2 separate regions of the Ovis aries genome follow, and region 1 is linked to region 2. The links are chromatin contacts, called in public Hi-C maps. All regions are on one chromosome and are shown on one strand. The core of a region is the stretch at or near the end of the contact, and the rest is flanking DNA. Distances in the headings are between cores, read along the strand shown. Region 1 holds the start of ADRB2 (adrenoceptor beta 2). Region 2 has its middle 46 kb from the start of HTR4.

Region 1 (3,916 bases), core at 536-3,035, 77 kb after region 2:
TTAAGCTAAAAATAGTTATACCCTACCCCACCCTAACAACACACACCATGGGACTGTGGGAAGGATTAAATGGAATAATGCATGAAAAGCACATAGCAGAACGTTCCATAAATGTTAGCCATTGTTATGTTATTATGTAATCTAGAAAATATGTTCAGTTACACTGCATGAAATACTTTCCATTTTTCAAAGACACAAATGATACATGTGAAATCAAACCCTGACAATTAATTTTTTAAACAGTAAATTCATATGCCAGATGCAATGGATAGTATTTCATGGACAAAGACTCTAGTTTTTTTAAGAGAAGTTATCTTTTGCTTTCTGTGGTTTCAAAACATTTCTTAATGTTAACACCTTCTTATAATCTGAGCCATATGAAATTGTCATCTATTTAAAGTCAGATACTACAGAAAAGTGGCAATTTCATACGGCTCAGCCCAACAGATCAACAAACTACCCAACAGAAGATTTTTCTCGTTGCAAAGGGATTATTGAAGAAGTTGAACTTGAAAATTATTTCATTTTCAACATATTCTCATTTTAACAGATAAGGAAGGAACAATGCCACACTCCCTAGAATTAAGAATTAAAGCATACAACCTTCTCTTCCTATCCCCAAGCACATACACGTATACCCCAGCTCCAAATGAAATCCCAAGAGTAAAATTAGGTCTCAATCCCTGCAAATTTCCAAGGAGGGCACCAAAAGTACTGGACAGCAAGCATGCTGAGGAAGTTGGCTGCTGTTAAAGTCACCACCTGTGGTCTTGCCAAATGTCTGAAAGGGAATATGCCATGAGACCTGTGTATTGGGGAAGATGGGGGGGATGTCCAGGGGGCAAGGGTAAAGAGTTTGGAATATCCGGATGGGGAAGTCCTTCTCTGTGGCACACTGCTTGCCTCCAAGTGGGCGTTTGTATGCCGTTTGTTTACTTCTTTTTGTCTGTATGTCGGTGTCTTTATGCTTCTGGGTGCTCCTGGTTTGCTCCTGGCCATGTCGATCGTGCTGGACAGGGGTGATTGTGCCAGTCGGCTTCTGTGCCTGAGCACTCGTTGGTGCGCTGGATGGGTGTGTCTGAGTGTCTGTGGCTGTGGTTCCGTATAAGTCTGAGCATGTATGTCGGGGTACAATGTGCCTGCCTGTGCGTGTCTCGGTGGGCACGCTCATCTAATGCGAGGAAGTGCCGGAGTATTGCCATCTGCCCTGAGACCTCAAGCCGCACAGCCGCCCCAGGCAGACAGGTAGCGCCCACCAAAGAACCGGCACCTTCTAGCTGGCTGGTAAGCTCGCTAGAGCCGGCTTCAGCCTCCGGGGCCAGCCGAGGGAGCCCCGAGGGAATGGTGGCCGACCCGCCCTGCTAGAGCAGCTGGGTCCCGCCCGGGCCAGCCCCAGGAGCAGGCAGGAGAGGGGAGGGAAGGGGCGGGAGAGGGCGTGGGCCTCGCCCCTTTGGGGCTTCCCGCGTTCTATTGGTTGAAAGTTCTAGCACGTCACGGGGAGGGCAGTTCCCCTAAAGTCCTGGTCACATAACGGACAGCGCGCACTCAGAGACGGCTTCTCCAGAGCGCAAGCTGGAACTGGCTGAAACTGCCCGGCACTGCGAGTCCAGAGTACCCCCGGAGCTGAGTGCACCACGCACCCCTACCACACCCGCACCCACCCACGGCCGCTGAATGAGTCTTCCAGGTGCTCGCTTGCTGCCCGCAGCGCCCCGCCGGAGGTCCGCTCGCTGAGGGCGGCTGGTGCGCCGGCAGCCTGTGCGCTCACCTGCCAGCCTGCGCGCCATGGGGCAGCCCGGGAACCGCAGCGTCTTTTTGCTGGCGCCCAACGCAAGCCACGCGCCGGACCAAGACGGCACGCTGGAACGGGACGAGGCCTGGGTGGTGGGCATGGGCATCCTCATGTCGCTTATTGTCCTGGCCATCGTGTTTGGAAACGTGCTAGTCATCACAGCCATTGCCAAGTTTGAGCGTCTGCAGACGGTCACCAACTACTTCATCACCTCCCTGGCCTGTGCTGACCTGGTCATGGGCCTGGCAGTGGTGCCCTTTGGGGCCTGCCACATCCTCATGAAAATGTGGACTTTTGGCAACTTCTGGTGTGAGTTTTGGACTTCCATTGACGTGTTGTGCGTCACGGCCAGCATTGAGACCCTGTGCGTGATCGCTGTGGATCGCTACTTTGCCATCACGTCACCCTTCAAGTATCAGTGCCTGCTGACCAAGAATAAGGCCCGGGTGGTCATTTTGATGGTGTGGATCGTGTCTGGCCTTACCTCTTTCTTACCCATTCAGATGCACTGGTACCGGGCCAGCCACAAGGAAGCTATCAAGTGCTATGCTAAGGAAACCTGCTGTGACTTCTTCACGAACCAACCCTATGCCATTGCCTCCTCCATTGTGTCCTTCTACCTTCCCCTGGTGGTCATGGTCTTTGTCTACTCCAGGGTGTTCCAGGTAGCCAAAAGGCAGCTCCAGAAGATCGACAAATCTGAGGGCCGCTTCCATGCCCAAAACGTCAGTCAAGTGGAGCAGGATGGGCGGAGCGGTCTAGGACAACGCAGGACATCCAAGTTCTACTTGAAGGAACACAAAGCCCTCAAGACTTTAGGCATTATCATGGGCACTTTCACCCTATGCTGGCTGCCCTTCTTCATTGTCAACATTGTGCACGTGATCCAGGATAACCTCATCCCTAAGGAAATTTACATCCTTCTAAACTGGTTGGGCTACATCAACTCCGCTTTCAATCCCCTTATCTACTGCCGGAGCCCAGATTTCAGGATTGCCTTCCAGGAGCTTCTCTGCCTGCGCAGGTCTTCATTGAAGGCCTATGGGAATGGCTGCTCCAGCACCAGCAATGACAGGACTGACTACACGGGGGAACAGAGTGGATATCACCTGGGGGAGGAGAAAGACAGTGAACTGCTGTGTGAAGACCCCCCAGGCACCGAAAACTTTGTGAACCAGCAAGGTACTGTGCCCAGTGATAGCACTGATTCACAAGGGAGGAATTGTAGTACAAATGACTCACTGCTGTAATGCAGGTTTTTCTACTTTTTAAGACACCCCTTCTCCCCGGTTCCCTGCAACAAAACACTAAACAGACTATTTAACTTGAGTGTAATAAATTTAGAATAAAGTTGTACAGAGATGTGCAGGAGGAAACATATCCTTCTGCCTTTTTATTTTTTATTTTTTTAAGTTGTGACAAAATATATTTGAGTAACTGTTTCTTGTACAGTTCAGTTCCTCTTTGCCTGGAACTCGTTAAGTTTATGTCTGAAGGGCTTCAGTCTCAAAGAACCTGGGGCTGCTATGTTTTGATGACTTTTCCTGCATATCTACCTCATTGATCAAGTATTAGGGGTAATATATTGCTGCTGGTAATTTGTATCTGAAGGAGACCTTCCTTCCTGCACCCTTGGACTGGAAGATATTGAGTCTCTCGGACCTTTCGCTGTGAACATGGACTCTCCTCGCCCCTCTTATTTGCTCAAACGGGGTGTTGTAGGCAGGGACTTGAGGGGCAGCTTTGGTTGTTTTTCTGAGCAAAGTCTAAAGTTTACAGTAAATAAATTGTTTGACCATGACTTCATTGCACCTGTTTCTCCAAAACCCCTTGACTGGAGTGTGCTTGCCTCCCCCACTGGAAACTGCAGGTAACTATTTGCAATAACTGCCCAGTGACTTAATGTGGAATGACACGCACCGATTGCTTAACCCTTTCGTTTGCCTTTGAATCTGCCGCTGCAAACCTGCGTCTCTTCTAACGCTGCTGCTCCCACATCGGTTCTTTCGCCGTGTGCTCACCCAGCACAGCTCATCTTGCTCTTCCTACGAGCATTATTCCTGTGTTGTAACATCAGAAACACTGACTCATAGAACTGGAGTTATGGGCATCTGTTGTGTGCCT
Region 2 (3,844 bases), core at 87-2,586:
TTGAGCAAAAGGAAAAAGAAAAAGACCTTCCGGTGCCAAGACTCCAGGGAAATATTTGTTGACTTTTTGCTTCATATTGACTACTTCCAACTAGGCTTTGAAGCTAACTTTTTGATATAAAGGCTCCCTGGGGTGAGTGGGGAGTTCAGGACCTTGTTGCTGTGGTTCTTCAGGCAACCACAAACCCACAGCAGCTCCAGGAATATGCCTGAATTACATGGAAAGTGGCAAGGAACTACGGAGAAAATAGAGAACTCCCAGGAAAGTGGAGACTGAAAAACAAGAATTTAAAAGGCAAAACAAGAGCTACCACGGGCATGGGATGATAGCCACTAGTGCTGTGCCAAAGGTGGTTCTCCCTGAGTCCTTCACCACCAGACTGTCCTGTACAAAACTGAACAGGAGGGGTCCAAGAGAACCAGCAATCCTAGCTCTAGCCAAATCTCTTAAAATGGATTTCTGGGTGGAGGGATCTTCTGAAAGCACAGATGCAAACATTTACATCCAGCCCCTGACTGTGGGTTCTTGTTGCTCCCTATCACCCATAGAATGAAGTCTGTGCTTCTCCACAGACCTCACAGGCACTACTAAATTTCTTTCTCCACATCCAACAGTTTTCTTGAATCTGGGCATCCATGTAGGTTTTCTTTTCCCTTGTCTAATTCCCGTTGACCCTAAGGGTTGAGGTTCAATGTTACTTTCTCCAGGGACACTCTCCAATCCCATTTCCACCCCTACATTAGGTCCAGAGTTCCTTTTGTACATTCCCATGGCATCGTGGACCTTTTCATGAAGGCCCCACAGCCACTCCAATAAGCGCATTTGTTGCATCCGCCGCTACATCTCCCACCTGAAGCAGAGGCCCTGGCCCTCAGGAAATGTCCATTAAGTCTCTGTTGAACAAAGATGTGGGAGAAAAATTCAACATCTCCACAAGAATCCTCTCCCTCACCAACCAAGCAAGGTAGGAAAGGGAAATAACCAAGTATGGTGGCAGGATAGGGGGCAGGATCTGAGCAAAGAGATTGTTTTTCTAAGGACAGAAACCCAGAAAAATAAATGGTCCTTAATCTAGGGGTCATCAAGAAGCATATTATCTCCTTGATAATTGTTCAGTTATAATTGCCTTTGCTGGAAACAGGAGCCTTCTTGGAAATACTGTAGAGATTTGGAGATGTACTTCTGTAAGAATAAAAGAGAATACAAATCTATCAAGCATCTGGATATATCCAAAAAGAGATCACATACAACTGAGTAAGTGAACAACAGAGCTAGTGTGGGGCTGATGGAGTCACCCCAGCCAGAAGGACAAGCTGCTTCTCAGTTCCAGCCAATTGTTGAAATGCAAGAATGCAAAGCACTGTTTGCCAGAGAAGCAAGAAGTACATGTAGTCTCTGTCTCTGTGTATGTAAGCCTCTCCAACTTGTTTATATTTTAAAAAATCAACTTGTGTGAGCCCTGAGGTGCCAACATTTGACCTTTGTACCAACGAACCTGGCCTCCCTATTTACCTAAACAGGTTGACACCAAAGCTCCAAAAAACATGACTCACGACCCAAAGAAAGTCGCTCATGACTACATGAGCGACTAAATAAGGACAGAGACTTGTCTGCAGCAATTATTGGCACATAATAAGTGGTCAGTAAATAGCTGCTGAGTGGGAGAAAGGATAAATGAGAGAGGAATGTAGTTCATGATTTCTACCACTAGATGGTAAAGTTTTGTTTTCTTGGTGTTTGTTTTTTCTGCAGATGGAAGCATCATGTTGGAGATTTCTGAGTGGGAGGATTTACCTTAAACAAAACAATTCTCTAAAGAAATAGCATCTTTTATTAAGATGGTTTTATGGGCATGTCTACAAGCCATGCATACTTAGCTTGAACATCCCACAAACACCAAGAATGTCTTCTCATTGTCTTTGTTCTCCCTCCTCACTTTCCACCCCAGTCAGTTCTAGACACAAAGTCATTAGAAGGAGATGGTTTCCCTTGGTGTTAGTAGCGCCACAGCTAGAAACAGAGGATGAGTACTAGATGGTGGGGCCAGGATAGAGGTATTGTGTATTCAAGAAGCTCACAATTTTGGGGGTAAATAGACCTTTAACTCAGTTACAATACACTGTGTTTGATACTATAATGATCATGTGGAGATGATGTTTTGTGAACCCAGAAAAGAGAGAAACTATTCTCTCTTGGTAGAGAAGCGTGCAGAAGTCCTCGGGTGAGTAGTTCATGAGTTAGATGGACCTTGAATGATGAGAAGGAATTCACCAAGGTACAAAGGCAAGAAGAACATTCGCACATTCATCAAATATCTACTGAGAAACTATGTTCCCCTGGCACTCTGCTGGCTGTTAGGGGTGCAGCAGTGAACAGGATGTGAGGGCCCTGTCCTCAAGGAACTCACAACGCAGTAGGAGAGACTTTTAATAGCCAGGAGAGGAAATAAGTTTTTAAAATAATTTTTATGAAGAACTAGAAAGGAAAGAAGTAGGATGCTATGAAGAAAATAGGAAGCAAGGCCTCTATTATATAGGCTGGTCCAGCAAGACCCTGGAGGGGGCTGCACTGCAGTTGCAAATGAAGGCTGAAAAGCATTAGTCATAGGAACAAGATAGTGAGGCTGGAGTGGGTGTCCAGCGGATGCTTTTACTAGAGTGAATACCCTGTGCTGTCTAGGAAGAAAACTTTAGCCATCGTGAAACCATTTCTGAAAGGTGGGGAAACCTCCCAATATATTTGAGGAACAGTAAAAAGTTCCTGTTCCATTAGGATGTACAGTAGAAAAGGGAGAAAGAAACTAGTGGGAGCTGAGGCCAAAGAGATGGACAGAGTCCTGCTGTGGAAGACTTCATACTTTATCTTAAAATTTAATCTTTCCTGAACAGGTGTCAAAGCCATAGCAACTTATCATTTCTGTGACAGCCTCATTCCATCAGAACTATTATTTCCTTATCTTTCTTTCAACAAACTTAACTTTTATGTCAAATATTTTAAAGGAAAGCTTAACAATAATGTCAATATTATACAAAGAAAACCAGTATCACTTGCCAATAAGAATAGGTAAAAATGAGCACAAGACCAATAAAACTGTAAAATTCTCACATCTCCTAATATTTTATCAAGTTGTTCACATCCTACGTAAGACATGGGAAGGGAATGAGGAATTTTAATTATAGAGATAAAGAGATGAGATTGCACTTCTGAAACCATTGCTGAAAGCACTATTTTATTTATATCTCCAAAAAACCATGATAATGATCCTGGCAGCCATAAAAAAAAGGATCTTCCTGGGCAAGAACTGCTCAGCCCAAAGGGATTCCCAGTGGAGAGTTATATGAAGCCAATTTTGAAAACGCTGATAAATAGCAGGCTACCACACAAAAATCCAGGGAGAGATCTTGTGAGAACAACCTGCTCACTCAAATTCACATGCTTAGTATCAATTTCCTCTAGCTTGAGGAAGACTGCTTAGCTGCTTGGCAGCTGATAAGTAAAGAGATTTAGATAAAGCTCCTGAAAATGAGGAACTAGCTCCTAATTCTTGACTGGGGAAAGCCACAGTACAAAATCTAATATAATACACTATTTTGTTCTTCTTATGAACTCATATCTGCAGCTCAGAGAAGGAATCCCACTTAAGCACCCATCCCCCTGGAGCAGTTTATACTTTCATTTTGCCATTGGACAAATATTTACGAAGCACCTAAAAAAGTCAGATATTGTGAAGAAATCAAAATTGCTTAATGGGGTTGCTGTTGCTGTTTAGTTGCTAAGTTGTGTCCAACTCTTTTGAGACCCCATGGATGGTAGACTGCCAGGCTGCTTCTGTCCATGGGATTTC

Evidence for each region. Hi-C and Micro-C count contacts between places; a contact is called where the count stands out from the background.
Region 1: a contact with region 2 is called in a Hi-C map of tail adipose tissue, with 3 times the contacts expected there. The contact joins the promoter of ADRB2 here to the enhancer-like site in region 2. A contact is called at or near these places in 3 of 16 Hi-C or Micro-C datasets (hypothalamus, retroperitoneal adipose tissue and tail adipose tissue).

Annotation. Positions count from the first base shown.
Region 1 is chr5:58,015,540-58,019,455 of ARS-UI_Ramb_v3.0, forward strand. It overlaps ADRB2 (adrenoceptor beta 2), which reads left to right and starts at 1,786. Exons shown (of 1, transcript NM_001130154.1): 1 at 1,786-3,042. The coding sequence starts at 1,786. The coding sequence ends at 3,042.
Region 2 is chr5:57,938,900-57,942,743 of ARS-UI_Ramb_v3.0, forward strand. No RefSeq gene overlaps it. Among named protein-coding and RNA genes, the nearest start is that of HTR4, 46 kb to the left of the region's middle. Within about 2 kb of position 1,337, at least 8 of the 54 cell types and tissues checked have an H3K27ac peak or open chromatin away from gene starts, as enhancers often do. A contact at or near this core is called in tail adipose tissue, where this site is marked.